Regions from separate parts of the Mus musculus genome. Here region 1 is linked to region 2. Evidence: chromatin contacts called from public HiChIP or PLAC-seq data. All regions are on one chromosome and are shown on one strand. Each heading gives the region's core, a stretch centred on a gene start, on an enhancer-like site or on the middle of the called end of the contact. The rest is flanking DNA. Distances are from core to core; before and after follow the strand shown.

What was found. HiChIP or PLAC-seq counts read pairs in DNA pulled down with a chosen protein or histone mark.
Region 1: an H3K4me3 HiChIP or PLAC-seq map of bone marrow-derived macrophages shows a contact between it and region 2, with 3 times the contacts expected there. The contact joins the enhancer-like site here to the promoter of Zfp472 in region 2. A contact is called at or near these places in 4 of 39 promoter capture datasets (the 3T3-L1 cell line, embryonic stem cells and liver), 1 of 115 datasets of contacts at active chromatin or transcription factors (bone marrow-derived macrophages) and 1 of 9 other capture datasets (macrophages).

Annotation. Positions count from the first base shown.
Region 1 is chr17:33,437,914-33,444,103 of GRCm38.p6, reverse strand. No RefSeq gene overlaps it. Among named protein-coding and RNA genes, the nearest start is that of Actl9, 8.1 kb to the right of the region's middle. Within about 2 kb of position 3,998, at least 45 of the 459 cell types and tissues checked have an H3K27ac peak or open chromatin away from gene starts, as enhancers often do. A contact at or near this core is called in bone marrow-derived macrophages and macrophages, where this site is marked.
Region 2 is chr17:32,962,456-32,968,085 of GRCm38.p6, reverse strand. It overlaps Zfp472 (zinc finger protein 472), which reads right to left and starts at 2,255. Exons shown (of 4, transcript NM_153063.3): 1 at 2,157-2,255. The coding sequence starts at 2,177. It also overlaps the pseudogene Cyp4f41-ps.

The sequences.
Region 1 (6,190 bases), core at 2,749-5,248, 470 kb before region 2:
CTTAGGAACATTTGCACCAGGGCGTATAGTTTAGTGTTGGTGTCAGCTTTGGTTAGAGAAACTTATTTTTTTTTTTCAGCAGGAACTGTAGAGACTCATAGTCAAAAGTTCTGAGAATATGTGACTGTTGAGTCCCTACATGGGAGAATATATTTCCCCATCTTCCTCAAAGTTCAGAGAACATCATGGGGCAGGAAAGAATGTAAAAGCAGGAAGGAGTGGTCACTATTTTCCAGACACGATGCTGTGTTGTACTCAACTAAGCATCTGTGATTATCTGCATCATAAGACCTGCAAAAGTTTATGCTTGACATTCTGCAAAAGTTTATGCTTGACATTCTGTCACAGAGATAGAAGAAGTTCTTGGAGAACCTGCCCTTTCATGAAGATTTATAGGCAGTTGATGGCTACACGAAGAGGAGGAAGAAGAGGAAGAGGAGAGGAGAAGGATGATGATATCTTTCTTTAGGTGTAGGACAGAGCCTTTCCTGTCTCCCCCTCCCTCCCTCCCTCCCTCCCTCCCTCCCTCCCTCCCTTCCTTCCTTCCTTCCTTCCTTCCTTCCTTCCTTCCTTCCTTCCTTCCTTCCTTCCTTCCTTCCCCCTTTGCCTCCATTTTCTCCATTTCTTTTTCCTCCTCTTCTTCTCAAATATGTTATTAAGGGCATTGCAAAGAAGCAGAGAGTACTGTTTGGATCTGAGACTATTCTCTTTCTATTAAGACATTCGCTTGATTAGGTGAGGGTTGTCCTATTATAGATAAGAATCTACATTACTCAGTCTATTGATCAGAAACTTACTTATACCTAAAAATATCTCCCTAGAAACATCTAGTATTTGACCTAACACCTGGGTAACAGGATCCAGCCAATATGATACATGAAGCTCACCAGCACACATATCTACCTCTTGTCAAGTTGACCCCAGGTGTCTCTCCTTACGTCATGATTAATTGCCAAAACAGGGACATCATATAGTTTTACATTCATCTAACAGGATACAACCATCATGCAACAGGTAGTGCTAATCTTAAACTCGACAGAACCTAGAATCACCTGGGAGAAGGGCTTCTGTGTATGCTTAGAGGGAAGAATCTTGATGAAATAATTGACATGGGCAGAGCCATTCCCTACAGAGGATTCTGGGCTGTTTACAGTGGAGAAAGAGTGAAGCAGTAGCTTGCATGTATCCCTAATCTCCTGACTGTGATGATATGACTAGACTCTTCAAGTTCCTTGAGCTGTCAGCCAAACAAATCCTTTCTCTTTAAATTATTTCTGTCAGAGTATTTTCTCACAGCCGCGGGAAAAGAAACCGAGTTACTGTGTACATAGGAAATCCATGAACCCCTGTCCCAGAAAGGATTGTAATGTCCTTTCAGAAAGTCTACCCTTCCGCTTCATATCTTATAACACCAATAGTATCATGTGAATTTAAAAAGACTTAAATACTGTGTTACATGGCCAGCAATCTTTTAAAAGTTTTTAGTTTTAAGTGCATGGTTAGAAAATGGTGTCAGACCATCTGACAGTTGTGGGCCACTTGATGTGGATGCTGGGAAAAGTTGTGGATAGCCCTGGGGTTAATTATATTTGATGTTAATTCTGTTCTCCTGTGAGTGGCTCCCAAAAGGAAGTCAGCACTCAGGTGATTTCCTGTAAACCTGCTTTCCACCTTAATTTGTAAAATAGAGGAGAGCTGATGATTAGGCAGATAAAGGGAAAGTGGAGCAGGAGGAGGGAGAGAGAAGAAGGAGAAAATGGAAGAGGGAGAGGATATAGAGGAGGGGAAGAAGAAGAAAAGCAGAGCAGAAGCACATGGCCTGAAGAAACCTCAAGTTCTAAGTGGTTTCATAGATGTGGAAGATGGTAGTGTAGCAGTAGATCTGCCCAATCTATGGAAAATAGCATGTATTCATATTAATTGAGTTGTGTTTTCATCGCTGGGGCATATTTGGGGGGGGGAGAGATTAATTGCAACAGGGAAACACACTCAGGTCCTTTGGAAGAACGAGCAGTCAAGCCCTGAACTATCTCCCCAGAACTCATTTCCCCATTAATTTAGTGTGTGCCTCTGTGTGTTTGTATATATGGGTGCTCATACACACTGCACTGTACCTTTGTAGAGCTTAGAGGGAAACCTAGAGGATACGTTAAGCACTTTCTGTGCTTTCTGTCTGAGAAAAAAAAAATCTCTCATTGACATGGAACTTTGCCATGTAGACCAGGAACTTCCAGGGAGCCATTTGCTTCCACCTTCTATCTTTAAAAAACAAACAAACAAACAAACAAACATTTATTTATTTATTTATTTACATCCGAAATGCTGTCCTCCAGTCCCTCTCTCATTCTCCTCTGAGAGGGTGGGGTCCCCACTGAGTATCATACATCCCTGTCACACCAAATTTCTGTCAGATTAGGCGCATCCTCTCCCACTGAGGCCAAACAAGGAAGCCCTTTTGGAGAGTGGGTAGCACAGTCATCTGCCCTCTGTCCTGATATTGCTGAGATTATGGGGCATGCCATCATATGCAACTTCTTCCTTTTCTTCTTTTCTTCCCTCCCCTCTTTCTTCCCTTCTCTCTCTTCTTTCTTCTTTCCTTTCCCTCCCTCCCTCCCTCCCTCCCTCCCTCCCTCCCTCCCTCCCTCCCTCCCTCTCTTTGTTCTCCTCCCCCCCCCCCCTTTGCTCTGGGAACTAAAGTTTCCTCACATTGTGAGGCAAGTGTTTATTGACTGAGCCATCTCTCCAGTCCCTCCTTCCCCTTTTGGATCTAGGCTGGCCTTAGACTACATAAAAAAGGCTGACTTTGAACTCTGATCTCCTGCCTTCATCTATCCTGAACTATACAATGATACACAGCCTAATTTTTTGTTAGGTCTTCTGCCAGCCCAGATTGAACTAGGGCATACCCTTGTGCTCTCCTTTTAGCCATATTTCCTGTGTTTCAAAACAGGAAAGAAGAAAAAGTGCAAGCGTAGTTGAGTAGAGGGGAATGGGAAGGGCAGCTAAAGAAAGGTTTAGAAAGATGGGCAGAACTTATTTGCATGTTATAAAAAGTCACCAGTAAATTCTGAGCAGTGGACAGTATGTTCTGATTTATGATTTCTAAGACCTGTGTAATGATCCCCCCTGGAGAGAGATCAGGGTCCTAAGAGCTGGGAAGGTATCTCAGTGGGTAAGAGTGTTTACTATGTAAATATGACAGACTGCATTTGGATCCCCAGACTCATGTAAAAGCTGTGCATGACTGTGAATGCCTGTAACCCCAGCACTGAGAGATAGGAAATGGGCTTATCTTGGAAACTCACTGGTTATCCAGACTAGCAGAAATGTCCAACTTGAGATTCAACAAGACCACACTTTAAGAGAAGAGGGCAGAGAAGTAGAAGTACAGCAGGATATCCAATGCTATCCTTTGGCCTCTGCACACAAGTTTATAAGTGTACTCCCTCTGCAATTCATACATCACACACAGACACACACAGACACACACACAGACACACAGACATACACAGACAGATAGACACACAAACACCCACACACAGACACACACACAGACACACACACACACAGACACACAGACACACACACACACCCACACAGACACACACACAGACACACACACACATGCACACACACACACTTGAAGGTTCCTGTAGGACAAAGGACTGGGCTGGGATCAGAAGGCTCGAGAGAGGGAATGGATTCTGGTGTCTTCAGAACAAAAGGACTTGGACTTCTGTGAAAGGGACAGATGCCAGCAACTGCGAGTTGGAGAAACCTGGTCTAAAAGTGATAGACTGTCTCGGGCACAAGGACTTGGGAGGCAGAGAGACCCCCATGCCTTCTTGACTTTATTTTTCCTAGATCACTGTGTGTGATCAATGTATATTTGTGAATGACTTTAGCCAGAACTGAGGGATCTGGGCTCTCTGGGTTTGAGATCACATGGGCTTTAGGGTGTGTGTGGGCAGATGTTATCGTCTGGCGCTGGGTGGAGCCTAATGATTCATTCGACGGGGTGAGAGTTCTAATAATATCCAGGTAGTGATCTCATCTCTGGGAGTATGCAAATGGGAATGCTCTGGGCCTGGAGTGGTTGTAGATGGACTAATCCATGGAATTGTAAAGTCAGTTTAGTTTAAACAGTCTAGTGTCCTAGTAGGCTGGGGGAAGGTGGGTTTTCTGAACATTACACACTTCTAGTGGCATTTGAGACAGTCTATTTTTTTTCATTGATAATTTCAGACACATATGTGTTCTGAATAAATTTACCCTACTTCTTCCCCTCCCATTCTTCCTATACCCCCTCCATGTTTCCCTCCCAACTTCAGTGCTGTTTTTCATTGTCTTCCTCTGTGTCCTACCTCACCCCGCCCCCAAACCCAACCTCTGCCTCCCTCTTTCTCTCCCTCGGCTCTCTCCCCCTTTTATAAGTGAAATTTCCTCTCTTCTCAACTTCCACCCGCTTCTCATTTGGAGGAGTTTCCTCCTGATGCCTCTACCCTTGCCTTTGAACCTGTTGTTTTAAAGCCCCCTTTGGGGGGTCCAACACCACCTTCGCAGGGATCACCTAAGAGCATTAGAAAACACAGATATTTATATCACAATTCATAACAATAGCAAAATTGAAGTTATGAAGTAGCAATGAAAATAATTTTATGGTTGGAATGGGATCACCACAACTTGAGGAATGCAGGGTTGTAGCATTAGAGTCAAAGCTATCATGGTCTCTTAAACTTGAAGGTGCTGCCCCCTGGTGGGAAGAACTAAAAGTGTCTGCTTTCACCTTGGTAACCTGGCAGATTGGCAGATTTAGGGTAGGCCTCAACCCCTAGGCTAGAATGTATAATTAGCCTGTTAGTCTTGCCATTCCCCCACCCCACCCCTCTCCCTGACCCCCTCCTCCCTCCTCTCTTTTTCTTCTTAAAATGAATTTTGCTTTCATTAAAAACCTAGCATACATGTTTTATCTTACTATATTTTATTTCCTTATGTTTTGTTGTTACCTCTGAAAAGCCCGTTCCTTCCTAATGGAAGACAGAAAGGGAGTGGATCCGAATGGGAGGGGAAGTGGGGGAGGAACTGTGAGTAGAGGGAGGAGCAACTGTAATTAGGATATATTATATGAGAAAAAAATCTATTTTTTAATAAAAGGAAGGGAAAGAAAAATTAGCATACAAAGTAACAGATTTTCTTAGGGCATTTTATACTCAGTTTTGGTTGATTCCCTACTTCTCTCCCTCCCTTCCTTCCTGTTTGTAGTCTTTTATTCCGCCATAAAAATAAAATTGTGAGCTTTGTAGGAAAATGGGTAGAACTGGAAGATATACTAAGTGAAGTAATCCAGCAAACTTCTGGGCCAAATTACAGTGCTTCACAAAGAAGCACATTCATACTCTGGGAAAGTCACCATGTTAGAGTGATAACGGGAGAACGAGAGGACAGAAAAGGTGTGTGTGGTGTGTGTGCAGGTGTGTGATTGTGTCTGATGTGTGAGAGCATGTAAGTGTGTCTGATGTGTGTGGTATGCGTGAATGTGAAGTTTTATTGTGTCTTTGTATGTACTGTGTTGTATCTGATGTATGTAGGATGTGTGTGTGTGTGTGTGGTGACATGTCTGTCTGTCTATGATCTATGTTAGGTAGAGAATGGCGTAGAAAATACAGTGAGAAAACTTTAAAAAGGAACCTTTTATGGACTTTCTCATTTTGGAATTTTTAGTCTTACTGATCTTTTGCTTATATTTTTATTAGATATTTTCATTTACATTTCAAGTGCTATCCCCAAAGCACCCTAAACCCTTCCTCCACCCTGCTCCCCAACCCACCCACTCCTGCTCCTGGCCCTCGCATTCCCCTGTACTGGGGCATATGATCTTTGCTACAATGGAGTACTACTCAGCAATTAAAAACAATGAATTCCTGAAATTCTTAGGCAAATGGATGCATCTGGAGGATATCATCTTGAGTGAAGTAACCTAATCACAAAAGAATACACATGATATGCACTCACTGATAAACGGATATTGGCCCAGAAATGTAGAATATCCAAGATACAATTTGCAAAACACATGAAACTCAAGAAGAAGGAAGACCAAAGTGTAGATACTTTGTTCCTTCTTAGAATGGGGAACAAAATACCCATGGAAGGAGTTACAGAGACAAAGTTCAGTGCTGAGACAGAAGAAAGG
Region 2 (5,630 bases), core at 1,006-3,505:
CAACCCAGATTTTCTCAATGGTCAAAACTCACACTGTCCAGGGTTGGAAAGATGACTTAGCAGTTATGAGCACATATTGTCCTTCCAGAGGACCCAGGTTCAGTTCCCATTATCCACAAGAGCTACTGACAACTGCCTATACTCCAGTTCCAAGGATCCACACCCATTTCTGCTCTCAGCAGGTACCCCCACACAGGCAGCATACACTCAAACATATTTATATACATAAAAATGTTTTTAATCTAAAAAATAACAACAAAGAAATTACACTCTCTAGAAAAACTAACAACTACCCGAATTAGAAAGGAAATGAAAATATTAAAAATTTTCCCAAGAACTATAATCCTGATAAGAGTTCTGTTTGGCTTTTATTTGTTGTTTGCTTGTTTGTTTTGGTTATATGTAACAGGGTCTCACTGTGTAGCCCTAGGGGACTGAACTCTGAGATAGGCCGGTCTCTACCTCCGATGGGATTAAAGAAATCTCTCTTATGCATTCTAAATTTGAAGAAGTACCCTAAGGCTAGCTAAACAAAAAAATATATATATATACACAGTGGGTGGCGGAGGGGGTGGAAATCACCTATAATCCCAGTGTAGTCCCCTCTTTCCCACCTTGCCTAAGGCTGCAGTAAGAGGCCAGCACAGGAGTTGTCAAAATATCGGCTCTATGGCCGAACCACAATTTCTCAGCCTGGAGTTGTCACAGGAGCTGTCCACAGTGGCAGCACCTCCTCTCCAGCCTCCTGGAGCAGCTCCACAAGGATGGCCCATCAGCCCAGGCAACCTGAAGCCAGGAAGGACTTCCCATCTTAACCCATGGGCCCAATGCAGGGGAAAGGGTGAAAAAAACCCACCAATCCCTTAACAGGAAATCCCAAGCTCAGGACTTGAACTCACACCACACCTCAATCTGGAAATTTCTGTCCACTCTCTAAGAAATCCTATCCAAGTCCTGCCCTTTGTCCAATTCTCCCATGTCAGTCAGCTCTGGGAGCAGAGGGCAGCCATCCCTCTCCATTTTTCTCTCCAATAAGTCTCCTTTATAAGATCTACTGCCTGGAGTGGCTCTCATCAGAAGAAGCTAAGAAGAAAAGAAGCAAAGAAGAGAAGAGAAAGGGCAGCTGAAGCCTGTAAGCTCCTAAACTCCTCAGCTCAGCTGGGGATACCCTCCTCTGGGAACTGCTGAGGAGGCTTCCTCTCAGAGCTGTGTGGTTCCTGGGCTCCCGTGTTTGAGGATGTCCTCATTGGGACACCTTTTCCCTTCAGAGCTGTATGTATGGCTCCTGGGCTTCCAAGTCCCAGAATACCCTCCCATATGAGCAGAAACACACGTAGCACTGTGGAGGATCTAGAGTTCCAGACTAGTTTGGTCTACATAACTCTTTCCAGACCAGCCAATGGTACCCAGTGAAATCCCGTATAAACGGACAGAACAACACAATCCCTCCCTGCCCTGGGCTTTTTCACTGCTATCGAGACTTTCCTTTGGAAAAGGTCTCCAAAATCTAACCTTTACTTCAGAAATGATCAGCTTAATTAATCAGTACATACAAATAGGGAATTTTGCCTATCACAGCTAACAAATCCAGCTGTGAACTCAGGATGAGGGATGGAGATACAGGTCTACAGGTCTATGGTAAAGCGTTCGCTTAGCATGAGACCTGAGGTTCCATCCCTAGTACTTTAAAAAAGAAGCCGAGAGAGAGAGAGAGAGAGAGAGAGAGAGAGAGAGAGAGAGAGAGAGAGAGAGAACACACGAGCACGAGCCTCTCTTCAGGATGACCACAGTGTAAAACTAAAGCAGGGAACAAGGAAATGAAAAAGTGCAAAACAGTGCACACCACCCACGTGCCTTCACCGCAGTCTGGACGCGGCGTCACCAACTTGGCAGCTGCAATGTCAGCGGAGGCTCGGGTTCGCGGCGCAGGCTCGTCATGGGAGGACTAGAAACTAGGGACGAAGCAGCTTCACAGGGAAGGGACAGGACGGGACTCCGCTAACAGAGCATACAACTCAAGTGCACCCGGGTTGACGGCACTCCCAAAGTCCATCTCAAATTGCTGCACACGTCGGGGAGCCGGCGCCACCTTACAGCAAAGCCGTGGCAGTGTCAGAACCCTCCGCCCACCTTCCAAGAGTCCAGGGCACACTCACCATTTCCTGCTTCTGATGCATCCAGGCGTTCTTCCTACTGAGCGGCAGTCGGCAGAACAGGCACCGGGAAGCTCAAGCACAACTCTCCTCCCTCCAGCTACCCGGAACTCAAATATGGCGGCAAGGGAGCCACCCTCCACTATCCGTGCTTCTTATTGGATAGCTCAGGGGAGTAACAGTCACCCTGGTTCGTGAATTATTCCGGACCCAACTCCTTAGAACTGAGTTATCAGGTTCAGCAACGCTTACCACCGAAATGGGTCTGTAAGTACAGATTGCAACAACTGCCCTGTCCAAGCTCATACCTTTTCTCCGAAATAAATGTGATTTCATCCTGGAGGGTTATCACATTTCAGAACACCTTCCAGCCCGGGAGTGGTGGTGCACTTTTTAATACCAGTTCCACGCTAGCTTTGTCTACGTTATTGAGTTTCGAGTCAGCCAGAGCTATATAGTCAGAATTCTCCCGTCTACACCACACACAGGTCCAGGGCTTCTGAAAGATTTGTTAGTTTTATGTGTCTACGTGGATGAATCCGTGTGTGCGCGAGTGCTCACTGAGGCCGGAAGACGGCAGAAGTCCACTCGCTTTTCCATTGAGGCAGGGTTTGTTTGTTTGTTTGTTTGTTTGTTTCACTCATCACTTTACCTGGGGCTCGGGTTTCCTTGGCTAATAATGGAAGCCAGCTAGCCACAGCGATCCTCTTATTTGAGCCGTCCTCATAGATAGTGATTCAGAAATGTGCAGGGGATCTCTAACGTGAGTGCTGGAATCTGAACTCCAGTCCTAGGTGTTTATCATGCGCCCTTATCCACCAACTCTCCAGCCCCATTCACAGCCTCTTGGGCTCAGCGGGCTCTTCCTGGTATTTTTTTTTTCCGACATACAAATAGTGTCATAACGTCACTTTTGAATAAATCCTTTGCTCTTCAATCAGAGTAAGCTGGGAAAAGCCATGATAGCAAACCAAAACTGATTTCTGTTTAAATTCCTCTGTGAAATAACTTTGATTATGTTCACTCTGATTGGCTTTTTAAAAATCCCTCTGCCTTAATAAACATCCTTCTACTTTCATTTTGCCTACTTAGGCTCATCATATAAAAGCAAACATGTAATATCTGTTGATTTGAGCCTGGCTCATTTCCCTAACATGATGATCTCCAGTTCCGTGTTTTTTTTTTTTTTTTTTTTTTTGCAAACAACATTCTTTTGTGGATGAATAATACTTCACTTTCATAAATACCACATATATTCTATCCATTTGTTCCTCCACTGCTAGGCTCCTTGGGTGACTCCATCACTTGGATGCTCAATGCTGCAATAAATATGTGTGCAGGAATCTTAGTTACATGGTGACATTTACTCTCTTCGTGTATATCTAGAACGGTATAGCTGGATAAAATGACTTAATTTTTAGTTTGGGGTTTGATGTTAAATACCAAAGCTTGTGTGTTGAAGATATGGTCCGCGGATGCTGCTTGGAGGTGATGGAAACTTAGTGATTGGGGGGCTGCTGAGTGGAAGTAAAGTCCTGAAAGATGTGCCCTTGAAGCAAGTATTGGAACTCTAGCCCTTTCCTAAGCAACCAAGCATGAACATTTATCTATTTACTTCCCAGCCACCATGAGATGAGCAACTTGACTCCTTGGGCTTCCCACCATGATCCTCTGTTTTACCTCAGGCCTAAACCAAGGAGATCAGCTGACTGTGACCTAAAACCAAGAGCCAAAATAAGTTCCTCCTTATAAACTGTTTATCCAGGGTGTTTTGTTAAAGCCACAGATTTTTGACTAAATTGCATTCTATCTACATATATATTTATCTGAAGATATGCTTCATATTTAACTTGAGGTATATAGCCCAGGTTCACTTTAAACTTATACTCCTTATGCCTCAGCCTCTCAGAGGAGGGGATTACACATGTGTAGCATGCCTGCCTTCTTGATCCATGTGGTTATTTGACTGACAAGTTCAAACCCTGTAGAGCCTCTAGATCCAAGCAGAAACTCACACATGCTGAGGCTATAGACACAGAGCAGAATTTTGTCTTCACTGAAAAAGTCTGCTCTCGTGGCCTTTCAGCTAAAGGGTGAGCCCCATTCATGTTAACCAAGGTTATCATCTCCTTTTACAGTACCAAGGAAGGAATCCAGGACCTCTTGAATGCCAGACATGGGCTCTACCACTGAGGGCCACAAAGCACTTGACATTACCACATATAGATGCACCTGATTAAATCACTAAGTGCCTTAATCCATCTAAATTGACAAAATGATCCACCACTATTGCAACCCCTCAATGGAAGAGGTGTTGTGGATAGCCCTGGGGCTAATTATATTTGCTGTTAATTCTGTTCTCCTTTGAGTGGTTGTGAACAAGGAATGAGTCAGCTCTCAGCTTCCCACCTTAATTTGTAAAGTAAAGGAGAACTGATGATTGGACAGATAAAAGGAAAGGTAGATCAGAAGGGGTGTGTATGTGTGTGTGTGTGAGAGAGAGAGAGAGAGAGAGAGAGAGAGAGAGAGAGAGAGAGAGAAAGGAGAAAGGAGAAAATGGAAGAGGGAGAGGATGCAAAGGAGGAGGAGGAAGAAGAAGAAAAACGGAGCAGAAGCACATGGCCTGGAGAAACCGCAAGTTCTAAGGGGTCTCATAAAGGTGGAAGATGGTAGTGTAGCAGCAGGTCTGCCCAATCTAGGCGCACAGCTTGTAATCATATTAACTCTGTTGTGTTTTCATTGCCGGAGCATATTTGGGAGAAGATTTTCTGCAACAGAGAGGTAACAGGTTGATACTGTCAGGAAATGGGGAACTTCTTATAACATGAGGGCTACACTCCTTTAAGAGCTTTCATTCTCTCCATGGCCTGGCATGTTTGGTGGTATTCCAACTGAGTTTTGTCATCTGGGGTTGGGGGGCAATGAAGAGAAGAGAGAAAGAAAGGAGAAGAAAGAGAAGTCCAAAAACTAGAAAGGATAAAAAGAATCAGCGAGTCACATTCATTCTTAGACCCCCAATGTCACTCACCCTCTCATTTTTTACAAAGGAAAACAAATCTCTTTTGTTCTTGTACCTTCCAGAAGAGCTCACTGGGCCCTTCACAGCCCAGCTAGGGGTTCAGCCAGCGCTCAAGCTGCTGTAGCCCCCACATTCTTTCAGGTGTTCCATCTGGGGTCATGTAGAGTCTCGCTGTGTAGCTCTGCCTGACCAGAACTCACTGTATAGACCATGCCGGCCACAAACTCACAGACATCTGCCTGCTTCTGCCTCCTGAGTGCAGGGATTAAAGGAGTGTCACACTATGCAGGCTTGCTTTTTTTGTTGTTGTTCTTGGGTTTTGTTGTTGTTGTTGAAGTTTTGTTTGTTTGTTTTTAAGATTGATTGATTGGTTGATTGATTGATTTAGTCTGTGTGACTACACTGTAGCTATACAGATGGTTGTGAGCCTTCATGTGTAAGGTAGAAAATTTAAGTTT